Linked DNA regions of Mus musculus: all the other regions are linked to region 5. Evidence: chromatin contacts called from public promoter capture Hi-C data. All regions are on one chromosome and are shown on one strand. The core of a region is the stretch at or near the end of the contact, and the rest is flanking DNA. Distances in the headings are between cores, read along the strand shown. Region 1 holds the start of Arhgef11 (Rho guanine nucleotide exchange factor (GEF) 11). Region 2 overlaps Fbxw7 (F-box and WD-40 domain protein 7). Region 3 holds the start of Arfip1 (ADP-ribosylation factor interacting protein 1). Region 4 holds the start of Mrpl24 (mitochondrial ribosomal protein L24). Region 5 holds the start of Lrba (LPS-responsive beige-like anchor).

The links. Promoter capture Hi-C pulls out the DNA fragments that hold promoters and counts their contacts.
Region 1: a promoter capture Hi-C map of liver shows a contact between it and region 5, with 4 times the contacts expected there. The contact joins the promoter of Arhgef11 here to the promoter of Lrba in region 5. A contact is called at or near these places in 9 of 39 promoter capture datasets (the 3T3-L1 cell line, 3T3-L1-derived adipocytes, cranial neural crest and 5 more) and 1 of 115 datasets of contacts at active chromatin or transcription factors (stem cell-derived neural progenitor cells).
Region 2: a contact with region 5 is called in a promoter capture Hi-C map of hippocampal neurons, with 2.6 times the contacts expected there. The contact joins the enhancer-like site here to the promoter of Lrba in region 5. A contact is called at or near these places in 4 of 39 promoter capture datasets (the 3T3-L1 cell line, the C10 cell line, hippocampal neurons and 1 more) and 2 of 9 other capture datasets (adipose tissue and liver).
Region 3: a promoter capture Hi-C map of hippocampal neurons shows a contact between it and region 5, with 6 times the contacts expected there. The contact joins the promoter of Arfip1 here to the promoter of Lrba in region 5. A contact is called at or near these places in 1 of 39 promoter capture datasets (hippocampal neurons), 1 of 484 Hi-C or Micro-C datasets (B cells) and 1 of 115 datasets of contacts at active chromatin or transcription factors (astrocytes).
Region 4: a contact with region 5 is called in a promoter capture Hi-C map of liver, with 2.7 times the contacts expected there. The contact joins the promoter of Mrpl24 here to the promoter of Lrba in region 5.

What each region holds. Positions count from the first base shown.
Region 1 is chr3:87,615,987-87,618,922 of GRCm38.p6, forward strand. Arhgef11 (Rho guanine nucleotide exchange factor (GEF) 11) reads left to right here and starts at 1,573. Exons shown (of 40, transcript NM_001003912.2): 1 at 1,573-2,806. The coding sequence starts at 2,775.
Region 2 is chr3:84,838,267-84,841,056 of GRCm38.p6, forward strand. All of the region lies in intron 1 of Fbxw7 (F-box and WD-40 domain protein 7), which reads left to right. Among named protein-coding and RNA genes, the nearest start is that of Fbxw7, 24 kb to the left of the region's middle. Within about 2 kb of position 1,470, at least 12 of the 459 cell types and tissues checked have an H3K27ac peak or open chromatin away from gene starts, as enhancers often do.
Region 3 is chr3:84,581,052-84,583,905 of GRCm38.p6, forward strand. It overlaps Arfip1 (ADP-ribosylation factor interacting protein 1), which reads right to left and starts at 1,574. Exons shown (of 9, transcript NM_001081093.2): 1 at 1,363-1,574. Gm35410 (predicted gene, 35410) reads left to right here and starts at 1,364. Exons shown (of 1, transcript NR_164319.1): 1 at 1,364-2,854.
Region 4 is chr3:87,918,046-87,920,912 of GRCm38.p6, forward strand. It overlaps Mrpl24 (mitochondrial ribosomal protein L24), which reads left to right and starts at 1,499. Exons shown (of 6, transcript NM_026591.3): 1 at 1,499-1,660.
Region 5 is chr3:86,223,077-86,226,032 of GRCm38.p6, forward strand. It overlaps Lrba (LPS-responsive beige-like anchor), which reads left to right and starts at 1,614. Exons shown (of 57, transcript NM_030695.2): 1 at 1,614-1,678; 2 at 1,993-2,428. The coding sequence starts at 2,213.

The sequences.
Region 1 (2,936 bases), core at 323-2,822, 1.4 Mb after region 5:
CACTCTACAGCAGCTCACCATACTGTAGTGTTCTCTCTAGGTAGGTAGCTCAGTTGTTCTGAGCCTCTTCCAGGCTGCTTAGCTGGTCTTAAAGTTGGATTGTCTGAGGATGATTCTAAATCGTTCTTATTGATTACATATGCTTGGGGAGGGAGGGGTCTAGTGAATCTAGTCAGTTTCAGGAACCTTCTGAAGCTGTTTTGAGTTTGTACTTCCTGTCTGAAGGAGCTTCTCCACGGGATAGCATGTTTTACCTCTCCTTCGAACATTTTGCCTAAAAAATATGTTTCGCTTCCCTTTTCATATCCTATGTCTTATAGGATTTCTCTCCAAGAGAGAAGGTTCTGAGTGGAAACTGCTACCCAGCAACCCCCTAGAACACACATAAAGAGGCTGAGTTTGGGTGGCTGTGAACTTGCTCTCACAATGCTGAGAAGGGTAAGAGGGTGGCACTTACTCACCAGCCATTCTTGGCCTACTCAGCAAGCTGGGGCTGTGGAGAGAGACCAGGCTCCAGAGAAGGGGTGAGGTTGTTTGGCATTTGAGGAAGAATGCCACCCACACTTGTCCTCTGGGCTCCACAAGCACACCTGTGGAAGAGCGCAGCAATTGTTAAGGTTCAGATGGCAAGCACTCAGAAATTTCAAGAAGTTGTTTCAAGAGTCACAGTGCTGCTCCCCACGGTTATAGAAACAATATCAACTCCAATAGCTCTAGTGGTAGAGGTCAGTAGTCCACCGTCCTCATCCATGCGGAGATGGGTTTTTGCTGGTGCCTCTGCCTTTAGGGGTTTGTACTCCTAGAAGTAACCCCAATAAATCCACTGGCTGTTGAGAACAGGCTTCAGTAAAACTGTTGGTGCACTATCTAATGTTAACAGATGTCTGGTCTCACCAGGAAGTCACATATTACACACACACACACACAAAATAACAAAGTGTATTCATCAACCTGTACTGGAAAAGTCTCCTTTTTACTTCAATCTTTACTTCTGACTTCCGACAGTTACTTGAAGAGATTTAGAAACCGTGATTTCACGAAGGGGGTGTGTGTCATCGAAATAACATTGCCCTGCAAAGGCTTTTGCATTGAAATTAAAAGGCAGAGCCATACAAGATACCCAAGCTAAATCGAGTACAGCCGCGAGGGGAGAGACGGTGGGTGCTCAGAGGGGCGAGGGCACAGCTAAGAGGGTTCCTGGTAACTTGGAAAGGAGCGCGACAAATGAGTGAAAACGGGCAGAGGAGGACGGGACCGCAGCGAGAGCGCAGACAGAGGCGCGGCCAGCGGACACTGCGGAAACAAAGGTCGAGTCTCTGGGACAGCAGCACCGGGAGCAGCTAGGCCGCAGCGCGCGGACCGGGGGCGCGCGGGGCTGTGAAAGGGCGGGCGGCGCCAAGGAGGAGCCAGCGGCCGGCCCGGGCGAGCGGAGTCCGCCGTGGCGGGGCTGTGGCGAGGCGGGGCGAGGCGGGGCGGTGGCGGGGCGGGGCGGAGCGGGGGTGGGGCGGAGCCGGCCGGCGGCAGCGGGCTTGGCCTTAGCGAGCGAGCGCGCGCGGGGGCGGGGCCGGAAGCGCAGCGGCCGCGACGCGGACGCCGGGAGCGGCCGAGCGGGGAGGCTGTGGCTGGCGGGCGGGTGGGCACGGAGGCCGAGGCCGCGGCCCGGGCTCTCCGCGCCGCTGTGGAGGGCGCCCTGGCCCTAACCGAGCCGCAACAATACTAGGAGCGGGTCGCCGGACACGATCGGCGGGCGAGGGGGAAGCGGGACTACCGCTCCAGAGCGCTGCGGCGAGAGAGACTTTCGGAGCCTGGACGTGCTGGAGCACACAGAGCTGACTGAGGAAATTGTCTGAGAAAAAGGCCGATCTGAGGCTGGGTTAGGTGGAGGAACCTGCAAGTCGAAAGGGAAAAGAAGGTTTAAGATTTCCTGGGGGTTTGGCCAATGCTACCGTTTTGAAGGTAGAAAGCATTGCGCTTCAGGTGTTTTGTGATTGTTGTGTGTGTGTCTGCACAATTGGTTCATTTCAGAATTCAAAAACCTTTACTGTAGAAGAAGATGGTTGTTTTGTTTTGATTTTTAAAAGAAATCCGCAAATTTTGCTTCCCAGGGCTGCACTGGACCGTGTTGTGTACATACTGCTGTGTGGTTTTATTTATTTTAACTGTGCAAATCGTCTGGAAGATTTTTCTCCCAAGTGCCATTTCGGATTTGTTCAGCCTTTTTGTTTTGTTTTGTTTTGTTTTTGTTTTTCCTTCCCTGGAATAATTCTGCTGTTGGCATTTTAAGCATTTGGAAACCAGAGATTTTTTTTTTCAACCTTTGGAGCTTAAGGCTTCCCTGTCAACAGAAGGACAGCTGGGGAAACTGGATTGAAAGGATGGCTTTTATCTGTCTGCAACTAAGACTGATATTTTGAAGTCAGATTCTTTCTGTGGTTCAGTTTTTAGCCCGTAGGGCTAACCTTGAAGAGATTTGTGGTTAACAGTTTGGTTTCTAAGAAGGTCATAGTTTTTCCTCTCTTTTTTTCTTTTCATTTTCTTTTTTAAGACGAGGGAGGGGAAGGTTAAGGGTGAAGGAAGGAGGAGACCATGTTAACCGATAGAAGCAGAATAGCACTGCAGTTACCAGGGTCCTGACAGCTGGAAGAAACAAGGATTCAGTCTTCAACTTGGGAGGCCTTCCTCTCACCTTCCTTCAAAATTGCAAGGGACTCAGGCCTGATCAAGACGCCCAAAGAAACTACAGGATTCCAGAACTGTGGAGACACGGAGAAACCATGAGCATACGGTTGCCCCATAGTATAGACAGGTATGTTTAAATAATTGAGGATTTTTTTTTTCCAACACTTATTAAAATGACTGGGGGGGAAGTGTTGTGTTTGCCTGGCTGGGCTGTGGGATAGATAGGCTGTGGTCTATGAGGACTGTCAGTGTGTCAG
Region 2 (2,790 bases), core at 220-2,719, 1.4 Mb before region 5:
CTGAGAATATGGGGGACATTTCATTCGAATCACCAGTGTCCTTAATTTTCTTCAGTCTGAAACATTTCTAAAATTCTTGCCTTTTATTATTACTTTGGAAAAGTACTGGTTGTGTTGAATACCTCCAGTTTTTGTTTAATGTTTTGGTGACAATTGTTGGGTAAGAGTACTACAGAAATGCTGTTGTGACTCTTACTGGATGGCACACAGTGTCAGTATGCCCATTCATCTGGTGAGACCAGCACTGGTAAGCTGATGTTAGGCTTTGTACCAGTTGCATGCTAACCTTGCAATTAAGTGTCCTATGGGGAAGGTATCTTGTGATTATGTTAATTACCTTATTTTCATCATGCTTTTAGTTTCTAATTTCAAATTCTGGTGATAATTTGTATCTGAATGAATATTATTACTTTGGTGTTTGGCCAGTGTTATTTTCTGTTTCTTTTCTTTCTTCTGTAAGGAAGAGCTATCTCCTCTGAGGTATGTACTTTAAGTGTATCAAAATAGACTCATGAATATTTTCTCTATCCTGTAGACTCAGATTTTATTCTCTGGATTTCATCTATTTCTTTCTCTTCCTTTGGTGCTTTGGTCATCTGAGGTTTGGTCCTCAGGACTCTCTCAATCTTTCATCTTGTCTCAATCACTTTTTGAGGACAGATTATAGCAGCAGCATCAGTTGTCCCAGGCTTATCTTGTCCCTTTTTTTCTTCCCTAGCCTTCAATTTGGCCATCTCACCAAGGAGTTATTTGTTTATTTTTACTGTGGGTTGAGTTTTTTCCATTTTTTTCTCCATTAGCATCTTTAAAAACGTTTGTGTTAGAATGACTTTGGATGGCACAGACATATGACCCTGCTGTAGGAATACTAGTGCATAGCCAGTGGTTGTCTTGTGATAGACTTTGTCTCCCAGCAGGTTCACTCATTTAGTCATGGATGAGTTTTACACCTTAACATTGCTCACATGTTACTCCATGGAAACAACTGATATTTTTCTTTGGTTTTGTTCTGTGTTTGGTAATAACAATTTAAAAAGCTCTTCTAAAAGTTTCCTTCTAATATCACATAGTATAGAAATGTTTATAGCTCTTTATTTATCTTTATTTATTTATTTATTTATTTATGATGTTATGATAGTTTCAGTTTTTCAATAAAGTTTAAACTGCTTCTACGTTCTTCTAGTTCACTTCCATGTCAGAGATGGCTTACTCTCTAGAATACATTTGTCTGTCTGTCTGTCTGTCTGTCTGTCTGTCTGCTTGCCTGCCTGCCTTTGTGTGTGGTTTGGGATGGTGTGAGCTATATTTATATGATGCATGCACATGAGTATGCAGGTGTATATGCCTGTGCACGGGTATGTGGAAGTTGGAGGAAGTCTTTGAGTGCCTCCCTTTTTGGCTCTTTGCGGTATTATGTTGACCCAAGGTCTCTCCGTAAGCCAAAAGTTTGGCATTCCAGCTAGGCTGACTGGCTAGTAAGCTCCTGCTTCCTCCTTCCAGTGGTCTAGCTGAGGTCCTCATGTTTGCACAGCAAGTGTTCTTTCTGTGAGCCGGCTCCCAAGTCCTGCAGTGCATTTTACATCAGGCTTCACAGTGCCTACAGTAGATTTCATTTTTCGTCCTGCTGCTTTGGTTTTTAAAGCAATGTTTGTTCTCAATTTATTTCCTATCTCTGTTGTAAACTGCAGCTTGAAATTTGCAACGCCTGGAAAGTTGGAAACAAGGAAAACATCATGGAGCATGGTTTATAAGCTACAGCTTCCCAGACATTGTGCTTTTAGCTAAGCAAGGCATTAACTAGTGCCCCCTTGTACTTGGGCTGTGTCAGTTTGCTTCACAAAATTCATCCATACTTCCCATTAATTTATCCCAGTTTTATTTCTAAGTATTTTCCCATGGTCAGCCATGGCAGAGTCAACCTCAACTCCGAATGGGCACAAACACACAGATGTTCCTGGCTGCAGCCAGAGAGTAGTGTACTTGCTCACTTCTCCAGGCGTTCTTGATGTGTTCTGAAGCTGGAGGAGTACTGATGCATTTCCTAGTGACTGCTTCAGACCGCACTGGGAACAGGCGTGCCAGCTCATGCTCTCTGTCTGTTGAAAGCAGCTCTTAAGTTTCTGCATCAGTCTGCTGTTTTTCAGCTGTTTCTTGTCATTTTTTTTGCAGCTGATTTGCTTAATAATTCTAATTAGCTTTTGTTTATGGGTTTATGTTAAAAAGTATAAATTTTGATTGTTGATTGTGTTATGGAAATTAAATTTCATCATTAGTGTCTATACTTGGGTAGCTAGCTCACACTAAACTTGACTTTTGGATGCTTCAGTTCAGTGTGTTCATATGCAGTGAGATATGAGAAAGTAAACACTTTTTTTGTTGTTGTTGAATATTGAAACACATTTTGTTTAGTTTAGAGTTAATGGTGGGTTAATTTCTACGAAATTCTTTTACTATTCATCCAGTGAGGAGAGAGCACAAGATCTTTAAATGACTTGTATTTTGTTTTCATTCCCACAGACTGGGTAGGATCACTATTGTATTGTATTGGCACATACACGCTGGACAGCTGGTGAACTGTATCCCCAATCTTTCATAGGCTGTCTCAGAAAACTGAGCACGAGCATTTTCAATGTGTGTCATACAGGGACTAAAGCTACAAGAGAAATATTGCTTTCTTCTTAGATATTTCTAGCATAGAACACTTGGTTTGATAAACCTAATTTTTAGTTTGCTATTTTTTGACATATATGAAAAATTAGTAAGGTCCATGTCATTATCAGTAGTTATTAC
Region 3 (2,854 bases), core at 324-2,823, 1.6 Mb before region 5:
TACTTCTTAATCATGCTGCACATTCCACGTCTTTTAAGAATTTGATAAGAAGAATGCATTTCCCCAGAACACACACATACAAACTTTGCACATCATTTCAGGGTAGAGATAGAAAAACCCCTGATTCCTGGACTGAGACCCCAACCCAGGATTAAAGCAAGCATAATCCAAGAAAAGTAACATCTTGTCAAGCAGGAAACAAAATAGCTCAGGCAAAGCCTTTTATTCAGAAAATCATAGTGGAAATATGCTGTTTTCCTATATACTGTTAAACTTTGGAGTTAGAAGGAAGCGTTGGTCACGGTGAACAAGAAAAACAAAAACGAAAATTAAAAGCAAATAAAAATAGAACAAATACAAGAAAAGTGTACATTGCTGCAACGCTTGCTCTGAAAGAGCAGCAATGAAATACAAGCCATTCCTGCAGCCTCCAGAGAACTGACCAACCGCCATCAATCTGGTGCACCTTTCTTTAGCAATCAAGTTAATCAAATGGCAAGTGTGAACACACCTTCGCAGTTGTGAAAGCAACACGTTGATGAAAAGCCCTGCGATTTTTTCATTCGTCCTCCGCCCCCCTGATCAGATAAGAACCAAGAAAGGATAGTTCAGGAAAAAATAAAGGAGGGACGCACAGAAATCCTGAAAGGGTGACTTAAAGGATCTGCAGGAAGTGTAAAATATAAACTTTTTGAGATCAGAGGGTTCAAGAGGAAAACAAGAACAAAGCCAAGGAAGCAATAACAGGGGAGAAAGTCTAGAATCTAAGCACTTAACACACACACACACACACACACAGAGAGAGAGAGAGAGAGAGAGAGAGAGAGAGAGAGAGAGAGAGAGAGACGCTTCCTTTCCTAGACACGTAAAGAGTAGTTAACTTGGCAATAAGGAACGCACCAGAAGGCAGGGCCACAATTTCCTCCTCCAAACTCCAGCATTCCTTGGACGCCCTCAGGCTTGGGACATTTCAGGCAGGGCGCCTCCCTCGGCACCGGTGTCAGGCAATCTCTCCAAGAGATTGCTACCTCCCTTCCTCTCACAGCAGGAGAGAGGAAGCAGGACACTCAGGGAAGAGCAGGGGGAAAGGCGGCCCACTCGGACAGAGTCCAGAAAGCCCCAGACCCTGCCAACTCTTCCCACTGCCGAGCGGAGCCGCCCCAGGGGCCAGTGCTGCCCCCCTTCACTCCAGAACACACTCAGACTCAGAGGGACAGGAGGGACCAAGGGGCGGACTTGGCTGCTCCCAGGGATGGAAGTGCCCAGGAGCAAGTTTGATGAGAGTAGCCGCAGGCGACACATCCATCTGTCGGGAAGCACGCCACCCCAACCCCTTCCTTTCCGCCGCGGCTCCGCCCTCACCTGTCTGTCAGCGGGGAAGCCGGCAGCGCTCCGTCGCGGGCTCTCCCGGTCGCAGCCCTCGGGAATCACGTCGGCCAGAGGGAGAAGGGACCGGAAGCGCAACCGGGAGCTTTTCCTTCGTCTCCTCCCCCACGCCTCGGGGGCGGGGAGCAGCTACAGCTGTCACAGGCTCCGGGCAACCAACCGCCGAGGACACTTGCACCCGCGACCTCTCAACCCGGTCTCCGGCGCTTGCACCCTACCCGCGAAGCCGGAAGCGAGCAGACCGGAAGTGCGGGGTCTTAGGCCCCGGACAGCCTCTCTCTAGAAGCCAAGCCCGGGCCCCGCCACGTCTCTATGGTGCGCGCGCGTCTCCCAGGGGGCTGGGTCCTCCCGACTCCGCCCCGGGCCGCGGCCCTGTGAACTACATCCGGGAATCCGCACGGACCGTTGCCGGGGTAACCGGGTTGCAGCGTAGAGGAACAGTCCATAGTTTGCGAAGTGCAGCCCTCCAGCCAGACATCCTCTACCCTTTTCCCACACGCGTACTCCGTGTCTGGAGGGTGGAGGTGGCCGTAGCTCACCACCGCGGAGCCGAAAGTTTGTCAACCACCGGAGAGAAGAACGGGATGCGGAAGGGATGGAGCGAAGATGAGTGTACCGGCGCTGGCAGCACGGAAGCCCGGCCCTCGCTTTCTTAGGTTTCTCGCTAGCTCTCCGCGATCACCGCACTCTTACCAGTCTGTGCACCAAGACCGGCAACCGTGAACGTGCGGTGGTAGCTCTGTTTCTGTGCTTGCTCTCTGACAGTGGGCTCATAGTACTTTTCTTCGCTGCTCCTCTTTTGCCGGCAACCGAACTCTGCCTTCTTGCTCATCCCCTCTTAAGTAGATCGCTGACGCCCCGTCCACAGAAACAGTTCAACTGTCCCTTCTCCCAGAGCTCTTCTTGGTCGTTTCCTACCAGACTTTGGGGGTACCTGCGAGAATCTTCCCTATTCCCAGCGGTGTTAGATAATGAGTTTAAATATCCTTGTACTGTGTCTTCCTCAGTCTGGTTAATAGTAACACTACATACATTTACATAATGCACTACACATATTTCAAACCTAAATAACGGTATTGTCTTAGATTGCTAGCACATCAACTCAAACAAAACATCAACAAAAACAGTGCTGACATGCCCAAACATAAATCTTGTATAAAGGGCTTTTCTGTTCTGAAATTGAGCTATAAAGGGAGTGGTGGGTGGGTACCAATTCTCTCAAACTGTAATTATTCTGCAATGTATTGTGAATTTTCCTACTCAAAACCATCCTCTTGAGTTGAAACCCATTAGTCTTCTCCATTATTAGAAAGGGGCCCCTGTCTAGTGTAACTCTTGCTCTCGTTCTGTAAGAACTGAATAAGACTTGTAGCTAAGTGCAAGTGTCATCATGTACAGGGCTTCTGAAGGGTGACTTGGAAAACATGTCTTGCAATGCCCGGTTGTGTATGAATGGTGTGGACAGCTA
Region 4 (2,867 bases), core at 249-2,748, 1.7 Mb after region 5:
AAACCAAAAAAAAAAAAAAAAAAAAAGTCCTTTGAAGTTATCTGCAGATGTACAGCAAGCTTTGGAGTATGCATGAGACAGTATATATATAATCAGGGATGGTTGGAGATTCAGTTTCCTGTACATGTGTACTTCAGAAAAGAGAAACGGAGTATAGTCATGGGAAATACATGACTTTTGTCGAGACAGGTCACATATAGCCCAGGACACACACTAACTGTAGTGGAGGAGACCCGTTAACCGACTCTGCCAAGTGCTGAGTTCCAGCTGTAGACGTTCCTGATTGGTTTTTTGTTTTGTTTTGTTTTTGAAGTAGGATCTTCTTATTGGTCTCAAACTTAAAATTCTTTTGCCTCAGTCTCTTAAAAGTGTTGGGAAGAAGAGTTTGGTTCTTAGACCTTCAAGAGCAAGTCAAAATGTAGGGAGGAGAGGTTACCACTTAATGCTAGTTAGGTCGGTGACCACAGTCGGCTCTGAGTCCAAAGACAAGGTCTTAGCCAGGCATAATGATGCACACCTTCAATTCCAGCATTGGAGACAGGTGGGGAATCTGAGCTCTAGGCCTGCCCAGTCTGCATAATGAGTTCCAGGACAGCCAGAGTTTACATAGAACCTGTTTTTAAAAAATAAAAGGCTTTTAGGTAAGAATTACTGCTTTTAAGATAAATGTTTACTGAGCATGCAGTAAGCCTGGGATATGCAGTAAGGGCTGGGTTCAGTCTGGAGCATCATATAAAACCAGATTTGATGGTTAGCTCTCGCACCTGGGAAGGAACAGCAGAAGCCAACTAGCAAGTTTGAGGTGATCCTGGGCTACATGCACCACTCTCAGAAAACAAAAGCAGCTGAGAAGATAGAGCACTGTTGTTCTAAGTTCATCTTGCTGGGTTGCTGGTTTAGGGATAGGCCAGGTGAGGTTAGTTTGCCCACTAATGAAGTTTATAACATTACAAACTGTAGGGGAAAGCTGCTTCAAAGCTCGTAGTCATCAGCAAACTCAGGAATGAAAGGAAACATACTTAGTCTAATCAGAGCAGGAAGGTGAGTGGAGTCAAATAGCGAGCTGATAAAAGAGATCTGGTCTCTGCTAAATTTTGGTAGGGATGCCTGCCAGTCCACGGATGGTGAGAGGACAGGTGAACATGGTCGAAATCTTCCAGTACATTTCACACGAGTGATTGCTAATATAATATCACTCTTTTCTCTGAAAAGGCGGGGCATTTTTTTTTAATATGCCGCGTCCTGGTCCCTCAAGCAGAGAAGAGCCAGGACATAAAGGTGATCTCATCTGGAAATGGACACCCTTTGCTTTGAATTAGGAAGCCATAACTACCAAGAAAATGGAGCCATGTTCTCTGTGAACTACAACTCCCAGTGGTCTCCACGAAGAGCGCGAACGAACTTACGCAGCAAATTAGCATGTCTTTCGCCTTCAATTCCCGACATGCCTTTCCCAGTCTGGATTTCCTACGGTTGGCTAAATTTCCTGTTTCCTGTCCATTTTGTAGCAACGGACTAGAGTTCCCAGACGCTGGGAGGCTCGCTTCGGTTTTGTTTTGTTTTGAGCCTTCCTTTCCGCAATTTGACTACATCTCCCAAAAATCCGGTGGGTGGGGACTGCGGACGTAGAGAACGCACGTGGAAAGAAAGTTGCGGGGAGGTGAGGCTACTCAGCGACGGGGAAGGTCGGAAGGTGGATAAGCGAAGGGACTTCTTTTCCTAGTTTTAAACTGAGCCTTGGGCTCCTCTTTTGCTAGGACGTTGGAGCTATCCGCATATCGGGGTGAGTCTGACGAGGGAATTACTTGAGGCGGTGACCTGAGGACTTGTACTGAGAAGAAAGCCAGCCCCACCACGGAAGTGACACTAGCTAGCATCTAGGTTGTGTAGGGAACCAAAGGGAAAGATGGAGTGGGGGCCTGTCCGGGGCCTAAAGGAGTTTTTAAAACAAACAAGCAAGACCCCCCCCCCCCACACACACACACATACACACTTGTGATGCTGCATGCTAAGAGAGGGCAAGGTTTTCCTGGATCTTGCTGTTAGCATCCCTTACTGAGTTCTCAGTTTTCGACTTGTCAGGTAGTAGTTAGTGCTTAGTAATCGTGTATTTGATCTAGATAGAAATAGTCCCCGTGTTTCTCTAGCATCATGGTAACACTTGACTTTGCTCCCATCTCTTATCCTGAAATGTATAAAAAAAGGAGTAATAGTTCACTTATGCAAAATGCTTGCCTGTTATATGTGAATCCCCAAGTTTGATCACCAGCACCACACACACATACAAATCACAAAACATGATAAGATTATGGGCAACTTTTCATCGCTGTTGTTAGGCTTCTGTGAGATGCTATTTAGCATGGTACCACGCCAGTAGCAACTGTTTTAGAAAGCTTACTGCATGCTAGGCTAGCATTTTTACATTGAGCGTTTTTACTTTGTTGGTTTCATTCAGATAGGTTTCTCATTATAGCTCAGACTGATAATGTTTTTTTTTTTTTTTAAGATTTATTTATTTATTATATGTAAGTACACTGTAGTTGTCTTCAGATACACCAGAAGAGGGCACCAGCTCTCATTACGGGTGGTTGTGAGCCACCATGTGGTTGCTGGGATTTGAACTTCAGACCTTCGGAAGAGCAGTCGGGTGCCCTTACCCACTGAGCCATCTCACCAGCCCCGATAATGTTTTTATAAAGACGAAGGATATGTTTTGAAGAGCGCAGTAAGATGTGGTGGGAGGTGGTACCTCAGTGGGCATCTCTCCCCACCAAAGTACCAGCCATACAGTGGGTCTAGTATAGAATAAAGTTTATTTGGGGGCATGGGAAGGGAGTTGAGAAGGAAGTAGAGGTGAAGAAAGAGGG
Region 5 (2,956 bases), core at 364-2,863:
TTAAAAAAGGTGCAATAAACTAAACACACTTCGTTGCTAGAATCTTTTCTGATGTTGCTTCTCTTAAGTATCCATGTGACAGCTAAAACGGTCTATTTTTCAAGGATGTTTCAAATAATACCTTTTCAAGTGAACCATTTCATTTCTCAAACTCATCTACGTTTCTTTGGATTCCTTCAGAGTACTTTGATTACTTCATCCCGTCATTTTTAGGAACCTGGGAGTATTTTAGTACTTTAAAGTCTTATCCCAGAGAATACTAATAGAACAACTACCTCCTCTATGTTCATTTTATTTTATACTAATGCACCAGGATCAATGCTTTGCCATCATCAGAGGCAGTGAAGAGAATGACAACATTAGACTATGACAATTTGTACTGGCTTCAAATCCTCATTTATATATATTTAAAAGCATCTATAATGAGGCAAACTTAACTTCCACACTGGGAAATTGAGAGGAACCCCCTTTCCCATTTCCAGCCCCCCCCCAACCCCCCCGGTGAATCCCGCCTCCACAGCTCCGAGCAGCTGTCTGAGGAATGAATCCTCTACTCCTTAGAATGTGGGAGAGCTTTGCTGGGGCGGCAGCTGCCAGGCAAGGAATCCTCCCAGTCGCTGTCCCTCCCCTCCGAGCAGCGGCAGCTGCCAGGGCATCCCAGTGGAAATCTTTCCCAGTTAGCGCCGCGGGCGGGCAGGCAGCAGCTGAGCTCAGTCAGGGGTGGAGACTGCTCCCCAGAGGCTCCAGCGCCGCCACCTCAACGACTCCTAAGTCCCTCAGGTGTCCTTCTCCAAGTCCAACACGAGGACACCTTGACAACGTGGGGCGGGTACCCTCGGCGCTCAGAGACCTGCTGTTGCACAGCACCCGCCTCCCGTTCGTCGCCAAAGCACAGTCTGGGCGAAGAGTGCGAGGGAAAAGCGCGCCGCTCGCGGCTCTACCTGAGCAGCGCGCTCTCGAGGCGCGCTCCCGCCCGCGTGGCACCTCCAGCGAGCGCGCGTGCTCTGCTCCGCCACTCACCCGCGATTCTCCGGGCCCGCCCGCACGTCCCCTACTAAGCCGCCTCCGCTAGGGCGCCCGCCCGCTCGCTCGCTCGCCCGCCCCACCACCCCGCGCGCTCGCGCTCGCGCACGCGCACGCCGCGCCCGGCGGCCCTCGGCGCTGTCATGGCGGCGAGGAGCAGCTTCAGTAGGCATAGGGGTAGTCCCGCGCGCCGTAGCCCGGCGTTCTGTGGCAGTAGCATCCTCGGCCACCGCGGCGGCACGAGCCGCGGCGTCGCCCCCGCCTGCAGTAGCTGCGTTTGCAAGGGCTGAGCGCAGGGGTGGGGCGGCCTAGGGAAGCACGGAGTTCTAGGCAGCCGCCGGGCTCCCGGGGAGCGGACTAGGGAAACTTGAAGGCTGCGACCAGGTGCCTTGACCTTTCTCTCCCCGGTCCCGTCCCGGTCCCTGTCCCCGTCCCCGCAGGCGCGTCGGGCCTGCCTTCCCGCCCCAGCACACACCTCCCTTCCTCTCCTCAGCCGAGCTCAGGTGCCCGGGCGAGGTGCTCCACTCCTCCCCCTGGGCCGAGCGCTGAGGAGAATCACCGCCCCCTTCCCCCGCCTTTTCCTGCCCTGGATCTCCGCCGCCACCTCCGTCTCGCTGCGCCCCGGCGGGGGTGAGGACGAGGCCGGAGTCTCCGGGTGAGGAGGAACTTTGGACCTCAGTGGTCGCAGGGGCCCCCCGTCCTCTGCCGGCGACAGTCCCCCGCGGTGCACCTGCCCGCGCCCACCACCTGCGCGGGCTGGGGGGGGGGGGGGAGGAGTGAGCCTGCTCGCCGGCCTGGAGGACCCGCCTTCGGCGGAGCGGGCGATGGAGCCCGGGAGGAGCGGCCGGCCGGCTGGCCCTTGGGGTGCCCTTAGTAACTTATTTGACAGACAGTAACTATTTCCCTCTCCTCCCTAAAAAATCCCACGACAGACCTACCCTATTTAACAGATGTTTAATCTTCCAATAGGCTTTGGCGTTGTTGTCAGCCTCCGGGAGAGAGATTGGACAAATAGTCTCCAAGAGGAGGAGGGCGACGACCAAGGACTTTCCTGCTTTTTTGGGTTTCTCCGCAAGTTGGAACAGAGACCCTTTTTGGTTTAGCGTTTGCGTGTGTGTTGGTGCCTCTTCTCCGTGCAGCGACTGCTGGCCCAGGGTGACTCTGACTTGTCCTTTCTCGTGAACTAGTCATGGCTAGTGAAGACAATCGTGCCCCTTCCCGGCCACCAACAGGTGATGACGGGGGAGGTGGAGGGAAAGAAGAAACCCCTACGGAAGGGGGTGCGCTGTCTCTGAAGCCGGGGCTCCCCATCAGGGGCATCAGAATGAAATTCGCCGTGCTGACGGGGTTGGTTGAAGTTGGAGAAGTGTCCAATAGGGATATTGTAGAAACTGTCTTTAACCTGGTAAGTAGATCAATATTTTATAAGCATATACTTTTCTCGGTGAGTTGGGGAGCAAGACGAAGTTGGGGTCATGTGCTTCACTCAATCTAATGGCTTTTTCCACGGATAGACACAAAATTCTACTTGACCTAAATGGAGCAATTACTTGTATTTCAGTTTAAAGAGAATTATGCAAAATTTGATGCTTCAGGTTTTCAATGAACATGAACAGATCACCTTTGTGCTAATTAAGCAAGTGTTGATGTGGAAGTATATTTGTGTGTGTATGTGTGTGCATGTGTGTGTGTAGTCAGGTGTTCAATGGAGAATTTGGATGTAACTTTTTTTTCCTCTTGGAGTGTATGTTTAAGCCTGCGATTTTTCTCTTTAATATTTTGAATAAATGACTTTTTTTTTTTTGGACTTGGGAGCTAATGTAAGTTTTTGCCTAAGTTATGTTTTGCTATAGTTAGTTTTAAATACAGAATTCATGTTCATAGTGCTGATATAGGCTAACTTGTAAATTAGTATTTTTAAAATTCTGGCTAC